Linked DNA regions of Mus musculus: region 2 is linked to region 1. The links are chromatin contacts, called in public HiChIP or PLAC-seq maps. All regions are on one chromosome and are shown on one strand. The core of a region is the stretch at or near the end of the contact, and the rest is flanking DNA. Distances in the headings are between cores, read along the strand shown. Region 1 has its middle 22 kb from the start of Gm25056. Region 2 overlaps Gipc2 (GIPC PDZ domain containing family, member 2).

Region 1 (3,873 bases), core at 492-2,991:
CTATCTCAAGGTTAACAGTGTTATTTCATCTGTAAACTTAATTTGCCATGTGGCATAGCATGGTATAAACCCTAGGGATTAGGATATGAGAATCGTTGAGTATCATCAAAGAAATGTAGAATCGGAAAAAGAAGTTGCACACGTATGGAGACAGTCACCCACACACTCAAATACTAGAATTCACATTCTACTTATCATGATGGTATTATTTATGTTTTTTTGTTTTTTGTCTTTTTTTTTGTTGTTGTTGCTATGACAAAGTCTCTGACAAAAGTGCACATACAACCCATATGGTGAGGAGGACACAGAAGTGTGTATGATGGTAGGAGGGTATGACTAGGTCTTCATTTTCCAGTCAGAACAGGGAACAGAGAGAAACGAACTCTTGTATTCACCTGGCTTTTCCTTCTTTTTCTTTTTATTCAATATGGGATCTATGGTTGAAGTTGTGCTTTTCTGCTCAAGGTGAGTCTTCCTCTTTGCAGTTACACCTGTCTAGGAACACCCACACAGACATGTCTAGATGTGATTCCAAAGTGGCTTTATATCCGGGCAAGTTGACCATAGGGATGAACCACTGGTCAAGTACTATTGGCTGGTTCTCTTATAAAATAGTAACCTGATTTTGAGGCAAAATAATGGAAAAAGTAAAAGGATAAGGAAAAGGTTTTAAAGTGGGATAGTTTTAAAGAGATATGGTCCACGTTGCAAACACTTATCTCTGTAGAAGCTCTGATGGGGACATGTTTGCTTTATTTCCTTTTCTAGTATGTGTGTAATAAGTGAATGTGTCATTAAAATATTAATAATTGTTATAATGACTTACAAAATGCATCTGTTTATCTCAGACATTAAGTTCTTATGCTGAGCTTTACTTTGTAATCAACAGTGTGCTAGAAAGTTGAATGTGGCTAAAACTCAACATCTTAGTAATAATCCCAGAATTCAAGTATTTACAGTTAAGCTGGAGGTTCCATACATAAGAAGGGAAAGAGAGACACATACAGAAGAAGGAGAGCGGAGGCTAATACAATAGTAAGAATGTCTAAAGCCCTAAAAAGGCATGCATATACATTTGTGTATAAATATACACAGATAGCTTAAATGAAAATTTCTCATCTGGTTTGCAATGCTCCCTCCAAAAGACAATGACCAGCTAACAAAAAAACCTAACACCAGTCATGAGAAACCCTACTTTGAGTTTTTAGCCAGTGTTATGTAAAAGAATCCCCAAATGTAACAGGCTATTGCTATTGTCTTTGGTTGTACCTTACTCCCAAAAGTAAAAGGTATGTTCCTATTGCTGAAGACATCACGCACTTCAGACACAGGACCAGGAAGCCCCTGATCCGGAACTGATTTGACAGCCTCCTTTCTGAGGACTAACTTTTACAGTAGGTACCAGAGACACCAGACAAATTTACAAAGGAGGGAATTAAACAAGAGTCTTACCCAGCTGTGATTCGTACGAACTACTGAAGGGGAAGTTTCTGGTTGTGTCACGTGGTGCAGACTCACATGATAGTTTGCTGAGGCAAGACCCAAGAGAGGACTCATGATGGTTGGGGAGAGTATAAATAGGACTCAATAGACAGTGATGGGGAGCTTGCATAGCTAGCTGTGCAAGGCTTCATTGGCCTTGAATCTTCACTGATCTTCATCTTACTGAGAGAGGCATGGTAGAGAACTCCTGGCATTTCTGCAGGTTCTGGTCACTCCTGATGACTCATGCTGATTCAGCAGAGGCCTGGTGGTTTCTGCTGAATTGTGCTGCTGTTGCTGATTTGTGTTTGCTGACACCTTTAAGCTGGACTGTTGGTGTCCTGACAACAGAGATTGGAATAAGCCCAAAGAACTACTTCTAAACAATTCTGTATCCCCTTGTCTTAGTTACCATCTTTTCTCCCTTACATTTGGACTAGAAGCAATGAGTCAAAGCATTTGAGAACCCTTAATAAAGTAGATTTCGACAAATCTAAGCCTACAAACCACAGCAATGACCAGAGAGGCATAATAACCCTTCCATCATGCATGTAGACATGCATCATGCCTTGACAGTAACCAGCTTTGTAACTGAGCTCAAGGCCTGCTCAACAAGAGAGAAATAATTCCTGGTGGTGGAAACCTAGTGAACTCACCAGAGTTAGTGAAGTGATGGATCTTGGAGGGAAACCTACACATACAGTTTTACTATACTAATACAAGCCCTGACAACACTTATACCCACAGTAAGTGCCAACCTTACTCTGCATTAATGAAACTCCTCTTTGGAACAGATGGAGATCATTACAGAAAACCACAAGCAATCAGAATGCAGAGTGGTGGAGCCCAGTCCCAAGTGACTTATCTACAATTCAACACCTGCACTCAAGGATCAGGGATCATCGTGGGGGGGGGGTTGTGGAAAAATTTAAGACACAGAAAATAAGGGAGTTTACCATGAAATTGTGTCTCCTAGTAATGTCAGGAGCCATATCCATAAACCCTCACCAATATGACTGTCAAAACATGAGCTGTACAAGGAAACAACACTAGACAAGCCTATGTGGTGGGGAAGGCCCAGGAGGCCTCAACTCTATACAAAGAACCACAGGGAGGCAAGGATGCTGAGAGCAGGAGGAGGAGTGTTTCCTAGGGAAGAGCATACTGGTTAGCTATCTGACATCAAACGGTCAGCCCTGAAAACATTTGAGTGACATTATACAGATTGAGCAAGCACATGGATACACACACACACACACACACACACACACACACACATATATATATACATACACACACACACACACACACACACACACACACACACACACACACACGTAACAATCAGTGAAGAAAGGGGCATGAATGTGAAAGAGAGCAATGAAGGGCATATGGAGGGTTTGGTGGGAGGAAAGGGGAGGGTGAACGCATTCATTATATTATAATCTCAAGAAAAAGTTAATTAACAAAAAACCCAACTTGTTTCAGCCTGGCTTGGGCATGGCTAAGGGTGTGGGCCATGCAGAGTGCACAGGGAAGGCTGAGGGAGCAAAACTGGATGGCGTTCATAGGCTGCTTAGAGAAGGCCTCCAAGAGGGGCTAAAGGTGACCTTGGAGTTTGTTTAGAGGGGAACTGGCTCGGCAGAGAACTGAGTCCATGTATTTCAGGTAGATGGGGAATCATAAACAGACATAGACAAATGGGAGAAAGCTCATGGCATGTAGTATTTGAAGTGAGGCAAAATATGTCTACATTTTTGTTTATTCAGCATGTGAGCACATTGGTGTCTTGTTAGACACAGTGTTGCTTTTGTATGAATGGATGAGAGAGACATATATTTTCAACTGGCACAATACATAAAATAAGTGTTCTAGAACCATGGTGGTATAGATTAATTGGTTAACTGTCACTTGCTTGCTGTGTGTTACAGACCAAGGCAATTTAGGCAATTTCTTAATAAAACAGGAGGTGTGGAACAAGTTCAAAGTCTATCTAAACATTCTACAGAGCAAACCAAACAAGTGTCTGATTTCCCAGTTTCTCCTTCTGACCAAGATATCTGATAGAGTCAACCAAATCGCTGAGCCTCACTAACGTGTGTGAGGCGCAGACTTCATTCTCCCCACACGGCCAGTTGGTAGCCATTGTCAAGTGTGGTGCCTGGAAATCTCCCTTCAGCGGACTGCAGAGATTGAGAGAACTGAAACAGCAGGCCACAGGGATGCACTGCCAGGATGCCTTTCAAACAAATGTGATTTATCATGTTTTAGGATCTCCTCTGCCTTCCAGCCCTTCCTCACATGTTAGAATGCCTTCACACAGATGAGCACTGTGTCAAATGTATTTTATTTGGATAGCTTCCTGGGTTTCTTCTCTCCTGGACTGCATAG
Region 2 (3,873 bases), core at 438-2,937, 170 kb before region 1:
CCACCCCCCCACCCCCGCGCACCCCCCCCCCTTGCTCCACTCTCCCTCTCAACTCTCCTGTCCTGCTCTCTGAGAACTCTGCCATATCCTGTGCCGCACTCTCCTCTCTCTCCTGTACTGACTGTCTCTTCTCTTTCCTCTCTCTTCTTGAGAGAGTTAGGCACAGCCTACCCTGTCAAGTCTTTCTCTGATTTGTCACTTTGCTATTCAATTAGACATCATTTCCAAACACAGGTGCTTCCTTCTACAAACTAACTTTCCTTCAATGTTTGGGATTAAGGGTGTGTGTCTGCATTCCAGCCCGAGGGATTAAAGGTATGTGCTAAGGGCCAAGTCACACCCTAACTAGAAACCGCTTCAAATATCTCCTTAACACTCTTAGGGGTAGGCGCAGGTAGGAGCTGGCTTGCTGGATACCTAGGCCTATGGGAGGGAAGCCCATAACTCACCCTTACTCTTGAGGTTTCTGTCCTGGAAGGCTGAATGAAAGAATGGTGTTAACATTAGAAATGGGGGCTGGAGAGATGGCTCAACCGTTAAGGGCACTGACTGTTCGTCCAGAGGTCCTGAGTTCAATTCCCAGCAACCACATGGTGGCTCACAACCATCTGTAATGGGATCTGATGCCCTCTTCTAGTGTGTCTGAAGACATCTACAGTGGACTCATACATTAAATAAATAAATAAATAAAGCTTAAAAAAATAAATGGGCATTTGGGGTGTGGAAGGGGCTTTGGGGAAAATTCGGGGTTTTAGATCGATAATGCATTTTATCTGTCATTGACGAACATTGTTTTGGTCAAGGTTTTAAAGTGCTTACAAGGACAAAATGGGGTTGTCATTAATGTTTAATGCAGTATAACTCATTCTGTCACAATGATTCTGTGGAAGAAGATGAATGAAGGGCCAGGTTGTCTTTAATGGGGCGTAGTAAATGTTTGAGATGAATTCTAAGCAAAACTGGTCTAAATATTTTCAATGGAAGACTCAGCTGGTTACCAACATAGGGACTCTTTCTAAGCAAGCTGTAAACCCTTATTGAAAACAAAAATTTGCCAGGTATGGTGTTGCAAGCACTTGAACCACAGTACTCAGGCGGTAGAGGCAGGCAGATCTCTGACTTTGATATTAGACTGGTCTTTGTAGTGAGTACAATCCCCATCGAGAGAGAGAGAGAGAGAGAGAGAGAGATAGAAGTGCGGTTGGGGTGTAGAGTGTTTGCCTAGAATGTCCGGAGTCTTAGGTTCGGTCCCCAGTACCACATAAACCAGGACTTTAAGAATCTTCAGCCTGTAATCTCATCGTGTGCGAGCTGAATGTAGGAGGATCAGGAATTCAAGATCACCTTTGACTACAAATTAAGTTCAAGGCCAGTCTGGGCTACATGAGACCATGTCTCTAAATAAATAAATAAATAAATAAATAAATAAATAAAACAAACCAATAACCAAAAAGTTGTCAACTAGTTAAAAAAAGAAAAAGCTACAAGCACCGTATGTGCATAACACTCATGAATGCATCAGACATAATTGCTAACTCCCAGTTTAGAGCCTTGGCCCAAGGGAACGCCCTTCATGCCCAGCCCTTTGATCTGCTGCCAAGTATCCTGAGCAGCTCAGGGCTCACAGCAGTCGGAGGGAAGTTTTAGATGAATCATCCCAGGCAGGCCAGAGAGAGAAAGCGCAGAGTCACCCGGCTGGGCGGGACTGTGCAACTGCCCTCTCCTTGCTTCTGAAGTCTTTGACTTTGCAGAACTCATGGGCTGGACCGGTTTCTCCTCTGCTCTGTTCAGTCCTCTCTGCCGTTGGCTGTGGTCATCTCGCGTCTTTACCCCTGGTGGCTGGGTGTCTGCTCAGACACCACTTTTAAAGGAAGATTCTGACCCCCCCCTTCTCTCTCTCTCTCTCTCTCTCTCTCTCTCTCTCACACACACACACACACACACACACACATACTCAATGCACGTTTGTGTATGTGCATAATTAAAAATAATCGCAAGATTGTAGAGTTAACACAGCAGTTCTATAAAATGACACCCGTTGGTTTCAATGCTGTGTAAAACCACTCTCTTCCTGTGGGATAAACCGGTGGTAGGGTCTGCTCCTAGTGAACCTGGCTTGTATTTGTCAGTCCCTGAGATCTGTCTGTTCTGGGAACCCAGGGACGGCAAGCATCCCTGGATTTGCAGCTTGGAGTCTGTTGCAACGTTCTGCCAAGCTCTGTCGTCCCACTCAAGATGGAGGCAGGTTAGGGGAGGGCTGTGTTTCCCTTTCTGGGATGGAGGGGGCAGAGGCCAGAGTTCTGGGATTACATCCATCACCCTGGCTCTCCACAGCACTGTTCTTCCCCTGCAAGGCCTCCTGCTAATGGGACAGCCTCTAGAGGATCTCCTGTGTGGAGCATCTGTGAAGGCTTTGCTGCATCTCTCTGTTTTGGGGACTCTGAGTGGAACCCTATTAGGCTTATCTACTGCTACTCCCAATTGAAGGGAGCCATTATATGGCTTTATTTGAGAGGGGTGAAAATATATGCGAATGAAGACAAAGAGACAGAGACAGAGGGAGAGAGGCCTGTGCTTCTGATGTTTGGAGTGAACTTTTTGAACTTATGAAGAAGGACCTTCGCATGTTTCCCATTTTCAGAAAGAGTGTGAATGGCTTTGTTCTGGAGGGAGTGAAGAGCCTCCCTCCCCCCCTCCCCACCTCCTTCCCTCCCTCCATTTCTGCCTCCCTCCCTCCTTCCCACTCCCAGTCACCCTTCACCCTCTCTCAACCATTGGGCAGCCACAGCAGTCTGCTAGTAGGTGTAGGCTGCCCGGCCCAGAGTCCTCCATGCATTCGCTCTGTGGGAGCCTGCTCAGCCCTGTAGACAACATTCTGCTTACAGATAAGGATTTTACTCCTCAAGCTGTAGCTGCAAGCTCCGAGGATGCTGGCTTAGTTGAGAGTCTACAGTCCATGCTTTTAATCACTGCCTGTGGGCCATGGTGCACATTGACCAAAGGGCGATTGCTGTACAGGGTAAACCATTAGCCACGGCCATTAGAACATGACTGTAAGCTATGACGTTGTGTGAAAACCAAGTGTACCATGGGGGCCGTCAGATCTCAGTGGAAAGTCCCCATAGATGTCCCAAAAGGTCAGGGCAGTTGGGCTTGGTGGCTCATGTCTGTAATCACAGTACTCAAGAGGCCAAGGCAGGAAGATCATTGGAGTTTGAAGCAGGCCTGTGCTATATAATGAATTCCAGCAGCTCACCCTGAGCTGGTAAGTAAGAAGAAAAGAGAAAGAAAAGGAAAAAGAAAAAAATATGGTTAAAGGGCCAGATCATATTTTTGAGGAGTTAGAAAAAATGAAATGAGCCCATACATTCAGCTGAAATTTAATGAGAAACATATTTTAAAAATTACATCAGTTTTGAACCGTAAGAGATTAATTTCTTTTTTTCTATGTTACTAAAATACTGATTTTTTTTTCTCTTTCACTTTCTTTATAAATGGCTTCCAGCCATCTAGGATGTAACCCTTCTCTATGGTCTCTTGTGTGCTCGTAAGATTTTGTTTTGCCTTTCCTCCTGACTTCTGAAACTTAAACAGAAGTTCTAGGTGGATCCCAGGGTCTCAGGTGTGCCAGGCACAGGCTCTGAGCTATGCCTCACTCCCTGGACTCTCTTGACCGCTCAGGTAGCGTTCAGTCCCTTTGTGCCTACTGTTTGCTGAGATCCTGTTCTTTGCCCCTGCCCTCAAGTGTGGCATCATACTCCAGGCTAAGTCCTTCGTGGCATGAAGAACCGGGAGAGTGCCACTTCCTCTTGCTACTGAGGAGCCAAGCCACGTTGCTAATGCTTGTCCTGAGACACAACAGGCTTTCGAATC

What was found. HiChIP or PLAC-seq counts read pairs in DNA pulled down with a chosen protein or histone mark.
Region 2: a contact with region 1 is called in a CTCF HiChIP or PLAC-seq map of the NIH/3T3 cell line, with 8 read pairs. The contact joins two enhancer-like sites. A contact is called at or near these places in 1 of 15 datasets of contacts at CTCF or cohesin (the NIH/3T3 cell line) and 2 of 9 other capture datasets (adipose tissue and liver).

What each region holds. Positions count from the first base shown.
Region 1 is chr3:151,946,084-151,949,956 of GRCm38.p6, reverse strand. No RefSeq gene overlaps it. Among named protein-coding and RNA genes, the nearest start is that of Gm25056, 22 kb to the right of the region's middle. Within about 2 kb of position 1,741, at least 9 of the 459 cell types and tissues checked have an H3K27ac peak or open chromatin away from gene starts, as enhancers often do. A contact at or near this core is called in the NIH/3T3 cell line, where this site is marked.
Region 2 is chr3:152,112,790-152,116,662 of GRCm38.p6, reverse strand. All of the region lies in intron 3 of Gipc2 (GIPC PDZ domain containing family, member 2), which reads left to right. Among named protein-coding and RNA genes, the nearest start is that of Gm40179, 7.6 kb to the right of the region's middle. Within about 2 kb of position 1,687, at least 168 of the 459 cell types and tissues checked have an H3K27ac peak or open chromatin away from gene starts, as enhancers often do. A contact at or near this core is called in the NIH/3T3 cell line, where this site is marked.